2 separate regions of the Xenopus laevis genome follow, and region 1 is linked to region 2. A link is a contact called in public Hi-C data. All regions are on one chromosome and are shown on one strand. The core of a region is the stretch at or near the end of the contact, and the rest is flanking DNA. Distances in the headings are between cores, read along the strand shown.

Region 1 (6,073 bases), core at 659-3,158, 91 kb before region 2:
TCAATCAACTGACCCCCTCTGACAGCAATGGTCCCATCCCATCCTGCTTCTTTTACTATTTACATATCTAGAAAAAAATTTGGGTTCATTTTTTTCCTGCAATACCTTTTCCCATATCGATTTTAGCTTGTATGAAAAATGTTTCAGCTGTCCCTGCTAACTTGAACGCCTTAAAAGCACGTCTTTTCTTACCAACCTCGATAACAATAATTCTGTCAAAGGTTTTGCTTTGTAACGCGACGTTCCTTGCTTTCAAGGGGAATATACTGACATGTATATTTATAAAAGTGATAACGACACGTTCCTATAAAAATAGGAATGTGTCGGTATCAGTGAATAGAAGCTGCACGGGAAATATAAGTAGGGATGCACCGAATCCAGGGTTCGGGATTCACCCAGGATTCGGCTGAATCGTATATGCCCGGCCGAACTGAATCCTATTTTGCATATGCAATTTAGGGGTGGGGAGGGAAATCGCGTGACTTTTTGTCACAAAAAAGAAAGTAAAAATGTTTCCCCTTCGCACCCCTAATTATGTTTTCCCCTTCGCACCCCATATGTAAATTGAGATTTAGGTTCGGTTCGGTATTTGGCCAAATCTTTCGCGAAGGATTCGGGGGTTCGTCAAATCCAAAATAGTGGATTTGGTGCATCCCTAAATATAAGAAGCTAAAAGCTCCCTGTGATCCTTAGTAAAGGCTACCCTCCGACACCATTAAATCAATCATCTTCCTGAGTTGTTTCAGTCATACTGGACTGGGGGTGGGGCGATCCCTCCATAGGCTGGAGTCCTGTTTTCATTTTTAATTAGCCTATGGAGGGATCGGGCCTCCTCCTGAAACAACTCAGGAAGATGATTTAATGGTGTTGGAGGGTCGCCATTACTAAGGTTTGCTGGGCTGGGGGCGGCTTTGGGGGGCTTTTAGCTGCTTATATTTCACGTGCAGCTTTTTTCACTGATACCAACACATTCCTATTTTTATAGGAACGTGTCAGTATCGCATTATCTAAAGACATCCCATTTTTCTTCTGTGTTTAACCCTGTGAAAAGCATTTCCCAGTAGATACGCCCTTATAATGACAAAGTTTGCACGTCTAAAGTTTAGTGTTTTTATTTACTCCCTTATAGAATTGCTTCTGCAACAGAATCTCAAAGGAGACCATGTTATGATCACTATTCCCTAAATGATCACCCACACAAATGCTAGAGATGAGTTCAATATTATTAGGTATTACCAGCTTCAAAAGAGAGTCATTCCTAGTAGGTTCTTGAATTAACTGAAATAAAAAGGTGTTATTAAGCAAATTTACAAACCATTATTTAGCATTGTAGTCAGCAGCTCTGCAGTTTGCAGTTTTAGAAATCCGATTGCTATGGTCCAAATAACCCTAGTAACCATGCATTGATTTGAATAAGAGACTGGAAAATGATTAGGAGAGGGTCTGAATATAAATGAGTTACAAAAAGTAGCAATAACAATACATTTGTAAAGAGCATATGTTTTTTCAGATGAACCCCATTTGAAAGCTGAAAAATGTCAGAAGAAAAAGGCAAATAATTAAAATACTAGAAAAAAAGAAAACAACGAACGGCAATTGAAAAGTTGCTTAGAATAAGCCATTCTATAGCATACTAATGGTTAACTTAAATATGAACCAACCATTAAAGGTTAGTTGAAGACCTATAATAATTGTGACATATACTGCTAATATAATGACATATGGCTGACCCCAAAATACAGTAGCCCTCTGCATATAATATGAAGCAAACTGAGTTGATGTTGCAAGATTAATTTCACAAGAAACTGTTACTAAATTTCTAAGGAACATTAAAACTGCATGACCAGATTTGTATATAAATATACTCCCTTTTATAACTGAATATCAGAAGTCACTACAGTGGGGCAGCAAAGCACTGAGGGTGGCTGTATGCTGAATATTTGCTGAAGGAAGGTTTTCATATTTTAAAATGGGTTCTAAAATCATTGCTGCTAGTGTTGCTTTGTGCCTGCTTTACGCTGCTCTTACTCAAGGTAGGTTATGTTAAATTGTAGTTGATCTTAAGTAATCCTCCAGAATAATACATTTAGGTTTAATTTTTGTACCTTTGGAGCAGCTCTGCAGTATTTTGCTTTTACTAAATATTAGGAGCGGTTTAGACAGACTGATTTCTGTATCTGAAGATGAATAATTACAAACCCTTGTGGTTCATGGATTTTCACATGAAATGATTTTTGTTCTAGCTATGACACTGTCAGGAACAGGGCTGAAGCCAAACTGTCGGTGTCTGGAGACTTTCTCTAAATTCATCCATCCTCAATTCCGCTTAAATGAGGAGCTCAACAATGAATGTGATAATATAGAAGTTATGTAAGTATTGCACTTTAACTATGCATGCCAATTACAAAGAATAATAAAACATATTGAGGGGAACTCATCCCCACTGAGAATACCCAGAATGGATTTATGATGCACACAATATGAAATGCTGCATGTACCGCTATTAATCAGAACTGATATAACATCTTTTTATCTGGCTGTTTGATAAAAACAGCCAGATAAAAGCGCATCCTGTATCCTACAGGTATCATAATAGCAATAGTGTTATACTAGCAAGATAGGATCAATCTCTAGTACAGTATGTATTTATTGTTAATGATTGTTGCAATTATACCCATTTCTGCTCCATGGTGTTTCCTTTTATTTATACAGTGAATTTATTACAGGTTAATGGTGGTCATGTTATTGGATTTAAAACCCTTTTTCTTTTATCTTTAGAATCACTGTTACAACAGGAATAAGTGTGTGTGTGGATCCCTCAGCACCATGGGTTCAAGGGATTATCAAGAAAAATTCTCTACAAGCAGGTTTGTCATATATAAGACTAATGCAAATAACAGAAAACATTATCATATATTTCTTGTACCTGTTGTTCATCAGAGCAAGACAGAAAAATAGAGAAAATAAAAAATTTAAATCATCATTGTTTTTCTACAAAACAATTAAAAAATGAGGGCAGCAACATGCAGACACCTATCCATATTTTGCGAGATGGTGCTCACTGTATGGCACTTCTATATGTCAATAAGCAGTGGTAGTGGGCAATTGTGAACCAACTGAAAAGCACCCACACTACACTACACTACTACAATTCCATCCATCAATATGTGATGGACATGTAACAGAAAATCGAATTTAAACTTACGGCAAGGATATAAATTATTGGCTCACAGTTATGACATGACCATGGTCTATGAACCAAAATAGATGGTGCCCCCTTTACATGATTTTAAAATGTTCTGGAAGCCCAACCCCTAGTGATGATCCAGCTTGGTAACCTTAAACCCTGACATGGCCACCTATCCCCATAGTAATTGGCACCTTCTTTATCTATTTTAGAAATAATCATTTATTTGAAACCAACAATGCCTTTGGGTTACTAACCAAAGTTGCTCAGGTTTTGAGCTTCAAGATTCTAAACTATATACATAATGAACTTTTTCTTTAAAATAACTAGTGAAATTTAGCTGTGAATGTTTTTTTTTCTATTGTAGGCAACAGAGATAAGTAAGACAAAGAAGAAGAGCAAGTCTTCGAAAGAAGAAGATACAAATGCTGAGAATATTTGCTATTTACACAAGAATACAAGTACAAGAAAACATGCCACTGTTTTTTCTTTTCTTACCTCTGCCTATTTAACTTTCTTATCCTACTTTTACTTTATTTGATCATTATCTCTCGATGCTGTAGCAAAGATAACAACAAGAAATGTCAATTCAGTTGTAACAATATTTTTTTACTGCAAATACATTTTGTTCAACCACTTGTAAATTAATTAACTATTCAATAAAATTACAGCTGCAATATATACTTTTGTGTTCTAATTGTAGTTTTAATGGCACTACAAGATTTGCCTTAATGCAGAGTTGGTTGATGGTCATTGTCCCGGGTGGGAGGAGCATTTTCATTTTACCTGACCACAACTCTAGTTAATTGAAGGGATGTGGGGATCACAGGTAGGGCTCATTTTTAAATGACCCCAACACTATCTAGGTAAAGGGTATTAGGGCATAGCAAGGTCTTGATGTTATCTATACTGCACATATTTTCATAACACATTTATACCATATAAATAGACAGACCAATAGATAGATAGATAGATAGATAGATAGATAGATAGATAGATAGTGTCAGACTGGGGGGTCCGGGCACACCAGGACACGTGATGTTTTGAGCATCATTGTACTTAGACATAAAAAAGTGGCAAGCAGTGATTCCACTTTATTTTTTTGGCGAGGAATATTTACAATTTATGCCCTGTCCATGTTTATACATCGCTTTTTTCCAGCTATTGCAGGTTTTTTGCCAAAGTTGCTTAGTGTATCAAAAATTGGAAAATGAACATGTTTTCTTATGTGCACATAGATATTGTTCATGCTGAGAGTAAGTATCATGGCCCAGTGCAATTAACATTTATTTTGTGGATCAAACATTTTCTAATTATAGTCATAAAAATGGAATTCATTTGTTTGAATCTGGATTAGAGATGCCGTGTAAACCAAACCAGATGTTTTCAGGGGGAGAGCGCATCCAAAGTTGTGTCTTTCATTAAAATGTTTTTGCCCTGTGACAAAATTGTGGGCTCAAGTCAGAGTGAACCTAGTAATTTGCTATACTCCAAACAATTTGCAAATGTGGCACGACCTTGAGAGAAATAAAAACATTTTAACTTTCTATAATGAATGAAAATTCCAGGCATTAATAATATGTTCTTCACAGAACTTCATCTACATAAATAAACTGTTGACCTCGACAAAGTAACTATTTATTGTGTAAACTCTTTTTAGCTGAAAATGCAAAGAACTTACTCTCTGCCAGACATATATATGTAAGCAAAAACATGTAATACATTCAAATTAGGTTTGGGTCAGATCACTTTGACTACTTTTAACACTGTGGCTAGAAAAGTTCCTAAAACAGATTCTCAACCAATGGGCCAGGCCCAAAAAATAGGTCTTTGTACTTTTAAGGGTGGGCCTAGGAGTTAGCATTTAATATACTAAAATATTAGATCTGAAGCAATATCTGAAATATATTTTGTTTTTTATGAACCCAGCCATATACTGGTGGTCATTCTATCTTATTTCAGCAGTCTGGATCAGCAAAACTAGTACTGATAGTCATCTATAGCAAAAAGACATAGTCCACAAATAGAGTACTATATTAGGAATCAGTGTCGGACTGGCCCGGCAGGATACCGGGAAAAAACCCGGTGGGCACCGACCCTTAATGGGCCAGTCCCCTCTCCTGACGACAGTCCCCTCTCCTGATTGACAAAAAATATCGCCACATGCGCATGTGCGCGGCACCAGTTCATTCAGGCACCTTCATGCATGCGTGCTCGGCGCATCATAGGAGAAGGGCGGGGGGTCGGAAGGGGCCCTGGACATTAGTCCTGGTGGGTCCGGGGCCCCCCAGTCTGACCATGTTAGGAATTATAATGCAAGTCTCCATCTTTAAATAAGTATTCTCCACTTTTCTATATTCCTTCTAAGAATTCTGGTCCCCTGTCATTAATGGGGGGTGTAATTTGGAGGGTCCCAGTCTCCTGCAACGTGAACCAGGCCTGCATTTTTATAATATTATAATGTATAACTGTATTATAATATGTTTTATATATTTTTATCCTAATAAATTTGATGTTATTAATTCTTCTTTTGTTTATCAGGGTTTCTGTACTTCTCTATATCTATAAAAAGCAGTGTTTGAAAGCCAGTGATAAATTCTTCACAACAATTTATTGTGGTTTGTTGAACCAAGAGACACTTTTAAATGTTGAGTTTACACAAAGATTATAGGGTCGCTTGTTCAAACTAGTTGTAGTTACACTGACTCAAGAATAGATAATATGCAAATGGTTACAAAATGGTAAAATGATTTATACTACACATAGTAGGGTCAACAGAAATGATACCAAAGGTTCATTTGTATATAAATTGTTAGATCTAGTTTCAGTGATCGTTTTGTATGCTATGTTATATTAAAGAATATGGAAAAATTATATTGTTCAGTG
Region 2 (5,678 bases), core at 2,871-5,370:
GACAGTTCATCAATTGCATACCAAGCTGTACTCCTAAAAGCATCAGAAAAGAACCAATTGTCTTTGGGGTCAGAATGTTTTTACATATCTTGTCCATGTTGCAAAGAAAACATTCTACCAAAAATTCTTTATAGAGGGTAGTTTCCAACCAATCTATATGGTATTCCAGTTCAACTGTCTTTCTACAAGTTCAGAAGGGAGGGAATGGTGATATCTGCCTACTGCAGATACAATATTTATTTGTTGTCCAGTCTGGGAATACCCATGGTATCACCAAGGTAGCCCAGGTTGGTATTTATGGAGGAACTTACTGGAAAGAAGTAGTGAAATAAGGGACGATCTGTCACCAAAATGCATATATTAAAGAGTTCCTTTGTCTTTTTACATTGTTTTAAGTCTGTGACAATTCCCCACATTAATTATGACTATGCTCATTTTATAGCATGGTAATACATTTTGTATTCTGTTTGAGAGGTTATAACACAGCTCAAACCACAATGCTTGTCTCAGCAGGATATTGTGAAATACCATCCTTAGATTAAAAGGTCTTTTCATTTCAGAATTGCGTAAGCTTTGAAAATCCCACGGCATGGTCATATTTATTTTATCTTGTTAATGCTGGCCATTTGTATTTCAGATGCTTGAATTGCTTGTTAAAGGAAAGCTATACCCCCAAAATGAAAACTTAAGCAACAGATTATTTTTTATTTAGTTTATATCAAATCAGTGGCATGGTAAAGAATCTTACCAAACTGGAAAATATATTTAAAGGAAAACTATACCCCCAAAATGAACACTTAAGCAACAGATAGTTCATATAATATTAAGTGGCATATTAAAGAATCTTTACAAACTGGAATATATATTTAAGTAAATATTTTGCGATTTTACATCTCTTGCCTTGAGCCACCATTTCGTGATGGTCTCTGTCTTGTCTCAGAGATCACCTGACCAGAAATACTTCAATTCTAACTGTAACAGGAAGAAGTGTGGAAGCAAAAGACAAAGACTCTGTCTGTTAATTGGCTCATGTGACCTAACATGTATGGTTTGTTGGTATGTTTGTGAGTACAGTGAATCCTACGATCCCAGGGGGCAGCCCTTATTTTTTAAAATGGCAATTTTCTATTTACAGTATGATTACCCAATGGCACATACTACTAGAAAAGTATATTATTATGAAAACGGTTTATTTACATGAAGCAGGATTTTACATATGAGTTGTTTTATGCAATATCTTTTTATAGAGACCTACATTGTTTTGGGGGGTATAGTTTTCCTTTAAAGGGATACTGTCATGGGAAAATGAATCAGTTAATAGTGCTGCTCCGGCAGAATTCTGCACTGAAATCCATTTCTCAAAAGAGCAAACAGATTTTTTTATATTCAATTTTGAAATCTGACATGGGGCTAGACATATTGTCAATTTCCCAGCTGCCCCAAGTCATGTGACTTGTGCTCTGATAAACTTCAATCACTCTTTACTGCTGTACTGCAAGTTGGGGTGATATCACCCCCTCCCTTTCCCCCCCAGCAGCCAAACAAAAGAACAATGGGAAGGTAACTAGATAATAGCTCCGTAACACAAGATAACAGCTGCTTGGTAGATCTAACACTCAATAGTAAAAACCCATGTCTCACTGAGACACATTCAGTTACATTGAGAAGGAAAAACAGCAGCCTGCCAGAAAGCATTTCTCTCTTAAAGTGCAGGCACAAGTCACATGACCAGGGGCAGCTGGGAAATTGACAAAATGTCTAGCCCCATGTCAGATTTCAAAATTGAATATAAAAAAATGTATCGAAAGTGCAGCCACTGTTCTGGGCTCTCTGCCAAAATGGCTCTTATTTTAATTAAGTTTCAGAAACTTTGTATCATTTTCTGGCATCAGTGAAACACGGGACTGTGGGCTGAGCTGTCAAAATCGAGACTGTGCCAAAGAAAACGGGACAGTTGGGTAAATATGTCTTTGATTTTGTCCTACAACCTTGCTCCATCTCTTATACCATTTGTTTTGTGGGAATATTCAACCCCACAAAAGGAATGGGGCTACATACAGATTGAGTTACGTTAACTGAACCGATACACAGCCTCTACTATTTATCCTCTCAAATAAATGGTGGGCTGCCTGCCCTTGAGCAATGATTTGGGGCAGCTAGGAAACTGACAATATGTCTAGCCCCAAGTCAGATTTCAAAATTGAATAGAAAAAAATCTCTTTTGAGAAATGGATTTCAGTGCAGAAGTCTGCTGGGATTGCACTATTAACTGATGTGTTTTGAAAAAAACAAGTTTTCCGATGACGGGATCCCTTTAAGTAAAAACTGCCCTTTTACATCTCTTGTCTTAAAGCACCATTTTGTGATGGTCTGTGTGCTCCCTCAGAGATCACCTGACCAGAAATAATGCAGCTTTAACTGTAACAGGAAGACGTGTGGAAGCAAAAGACAGAACTCTGTCTCTTAATTGGCTCATGTGACCTAACATGTATGGTTTATTTGGTGTGTTTGTTTGCACAGTGAATCGTACGATCCCAGGGGGTGACCCTTTTTTTGGCAATTTTCTAATTAGGATTACCCAATTGGCACATACTACTAAAAAAGTATATTATTATGAAAATGGTTTATTTACATGAAGCAGGGTTTTACATATGAGCTGTTTTATGCAATATCTTTTTATAGAGACCTACATTGCGAGGGGGTATAGTTTTCCTTTAAGTAATTACTTATGGGACAGTTTACCCAAGAATCCATGATGGAGGCAGAGATGTTGCAAAATGATTTGTTATTACATTTAAATTATTTTGAATAAAGTAATGATTGATTGTGTTGATAGCAGCCCTCCAGTTAAAAATATAATTGTAGTGTTTTACCCGGGTGGGCCGCTGAGTCTTTCCACTTTTTGATCATTCCATTTTAACTAAGGATTCACTTTTCTGTCCATGTTCATATTATCCACAATGAAGTTGTTTATATTTGGAAGAAAGATGGTTATCTTATTTAGATTGAGAACAGTCATCCAGAAAAGAATAGTGACATAGTTTATTCTGCATAAGGGCCACAATCTATCAATCAATCTGTTTAACAGGGTTGGACTCGGCCAGCGGGACACCAGTAAAAAACCCAGGCAGGAGCGGGGAGGGTTTGATGAATAGGCGTGACGATGCAATGCATGATGTGAACAGTACACATTCTGAAGGGAGAGGTGCTACAGGGCTGTTTGTGATCTGACCACAGTTATGATTAGTAGTGTTTATGATACTTTGCAGCAATTTAGCATTTTCTCTCTCAGGGTAAAAAATAAGGCAGAAAATCCTGAAAACCATGCCATGCTTGTAAATTTATAATATGGATTTTTGAGATATTTCATTTTAGATAAAATGTAGTTTGGTAATAAATATTATTTAACTTTAACTATTATTATGCTTATTGGCAATTATAGTGACAAGACGTTTACTTTCATAGCTTAATCCCAAATGAGTGTCTGAATAGCCTCCCCTGTCTTGCAGTAACCCACTGCTTCACCCACTTAGGGATGTGCTGCTATATCAATTGTTCAATTCAGCATCCACTACGTTCCAGTGTTTGCTTGATGGCTGGTCTGCAAGGTTGAATACAATATATCACATTCAAAAAACAACTGAAGTGTGAGTCAGGTGTCCTGATAGCCAGAACACCTGTCCTACAACTCCCAGCAACCCAGTTCAGACCGCCATCAAATGGCGGTCTGAACTGGGTTGCTGGGAGTTGTAGGACAGGTGTTCTGGCTATCAGGACACCTGACTCACACTTCAGTTGTTTTTTGAATGTGCTGCTATATACAGCAATATATATATATATATATATATATATATATATATATATATATATATATATATATATATATATATATATATATATATATATATATATATATATAACCCATAATTAAACAACGCTGTTCTCATAAATGGGTTTGACTGCTGTTTTTTTTACGTTTTACAACACCTCCATCTAGTGGGAAAAAAACATTGATCTTCCCATTCATTCAGTTTAACCAGTCCATGGATCTATGCAGCAGAGATAGAGCTGCCCGTACAAAAACACTGCAGCTCTGGCTAGAGGATCAGGATTGGGTTTGGGTTCTGTACATTACTTTCCATAGTATCCCAGCCAAGGGTATGTGTTATCCCTATCCCACCATGAAATTACACCCTCCCTTTTGGATTTTTTAATTGATCATAAACCCAATAGAATCTCTGTGGGAGTGGATAATAAACTTGTGGTCAGCCACAGCTAGAAGAGCTGCATTTTTAAGTGGATGCGGTTCAGTAACTTGCACTTAGTGGAAGAATGCACCTCTAATTTTTCAAATTATCCAGCGACCTTAAAACAGACCCAGTAAAGCTCCTTGTCAGCTAAGATAGTATAGTATGTCAAACATCACCATTAGTGCAGGATAAGGACTACAAAGTATAGGTAAATTAAGTGGAATGCAGTATACAAATATGAGAAGCAAGGAAAGTATCAAAATGAGATCAACATCAATGGTTTTAAAGGGCATGTAAAGGCAAAAAAATAAAAATCTGATTTTTACTTTTTTTAATGAAAAAGAAACCTGTCTCCAATATACTTTATTAAAAATGTGTACCGTATTTATAAGAAACCCGAAGTATGCAGTGAAATTCTCCTTTCATTTACTGCTGTGGATACAAATTGTCAGACAACCCCTAACTGCTGGGCACGGAAACAATCATACTTAAGAACAGAAGGGGGAGTCTCCGCCTTACTTCCCAGCCATGCAGAACTCAAGCAGCTTTGTTTGTTTCCCTGTAGAACAGTCACCGACTGTGTAGAGATTTGTATTGGATTTTATTTTGGCTTTACAACCCCTTTACTGTTTCCAACTCCAGCTGCAGGGACAAAGATCATAGCACCAGATTTAAACAGATAAAATGGGATTCTATTTAGAGAAATATTTTGCTGCAGCCACTGGTTCTGCAGAGTTGGAGAAAGTTTGAATTAAACAATACAAAAACTATAAAATCCACATTAGATTACTTGACAACACAGGACCCAGTGCAGTCTATATATTCTTATTATCAGTCTTGCTGTATCGGCTTCTAGCAAATATGATTTGACTTGTGCTGTTTTGATAATTTATGACAATCTCTAAGCAGCCCAGACCACAGTGAGCATGTGCACTGTCTTGTAAAGATGTTTAACAAAGTTACAATATGATGACCCCCTGTGGCCAACTTTGAAAGCATAAATCATTTGTTTGATTAGGCTTGTGATGCAATAAGTTCATGTTTATGTTTAGTATACAAAAAAACAGCATTTCTAGCTGTATTCTATTTTAGACTTTACTTCCCTTTAAACTTAATTCTATGTAATTTAATGTACTGTAATTGCTATTGAAAGCATTATTTGCTTGACCCCTTTTATCACAGGTAATGCAGAAGTTAGCATCCCTCTAGTCAAAACATAATTTCCCATAAAGCCTGGTATGTGTCTTCAGGTTTGTTTAGCTGCTAGCTTCTGCAATATTTTAATAGTTAGTACTAGCACTGCAGCTAATAGTCAGGAACAAGGGGCTAGACTGTTTTTGTGCTGAAAGTATAGAGAAATTATTTTCTTTTGGCTTTACATTCCCTTTAAGGTTACTAGATCATATGAAGAAAATCAGTGACACCTCT

The links. Hi-C and Micro-C count contacts between places; a contact is called where the count stands out from the background.
Region 1: a contact with region 2 is called in a Hi-C map of the XTC cell line, with 3 times the contacts expected there. The contact joins the promoter of LOC108711093 here to the enhancer-like site in region 2. A contact is called at or near these places in 2 of 4 Hi-C or Micro-C datasets (the XTC cell line and animal cap).

What each region holds. Positions count from the first base shown.
Region 1 is chr1L:85,397,247-85,403,319 of Xenopus_laevis_v10.1, reverse strand. LOC108711093 (interleukin-8) reads left to right here and starts at 1,908. Exons shown (of 4, transcript XM_041591027.1): 1 at 1,908-2,033; 2 at 2,244-2,370; 3 at 2,779-2,867; 4 at 3,555-5,001. The coding sequence starts at 1,970. The coding sequence ends at 3,571.
Region 2 is chr1L:85,309,028-85,314,705 of Xenopus_laevis_v10.1, reverse strand. The region is part of intron 1 of cxcl2.L (interleukin-8); the gene reads left to right. Among protein-coding and RNA genes, the nearest start is that of cxcl2.L, 5.1 kb to the left of the region's middle. Within about 2 kb of position 4,120, at least 1 of the 7 cell types and tissues checked has an H3K27ac peak or open chromatin away from gene starts, as enhancers often do.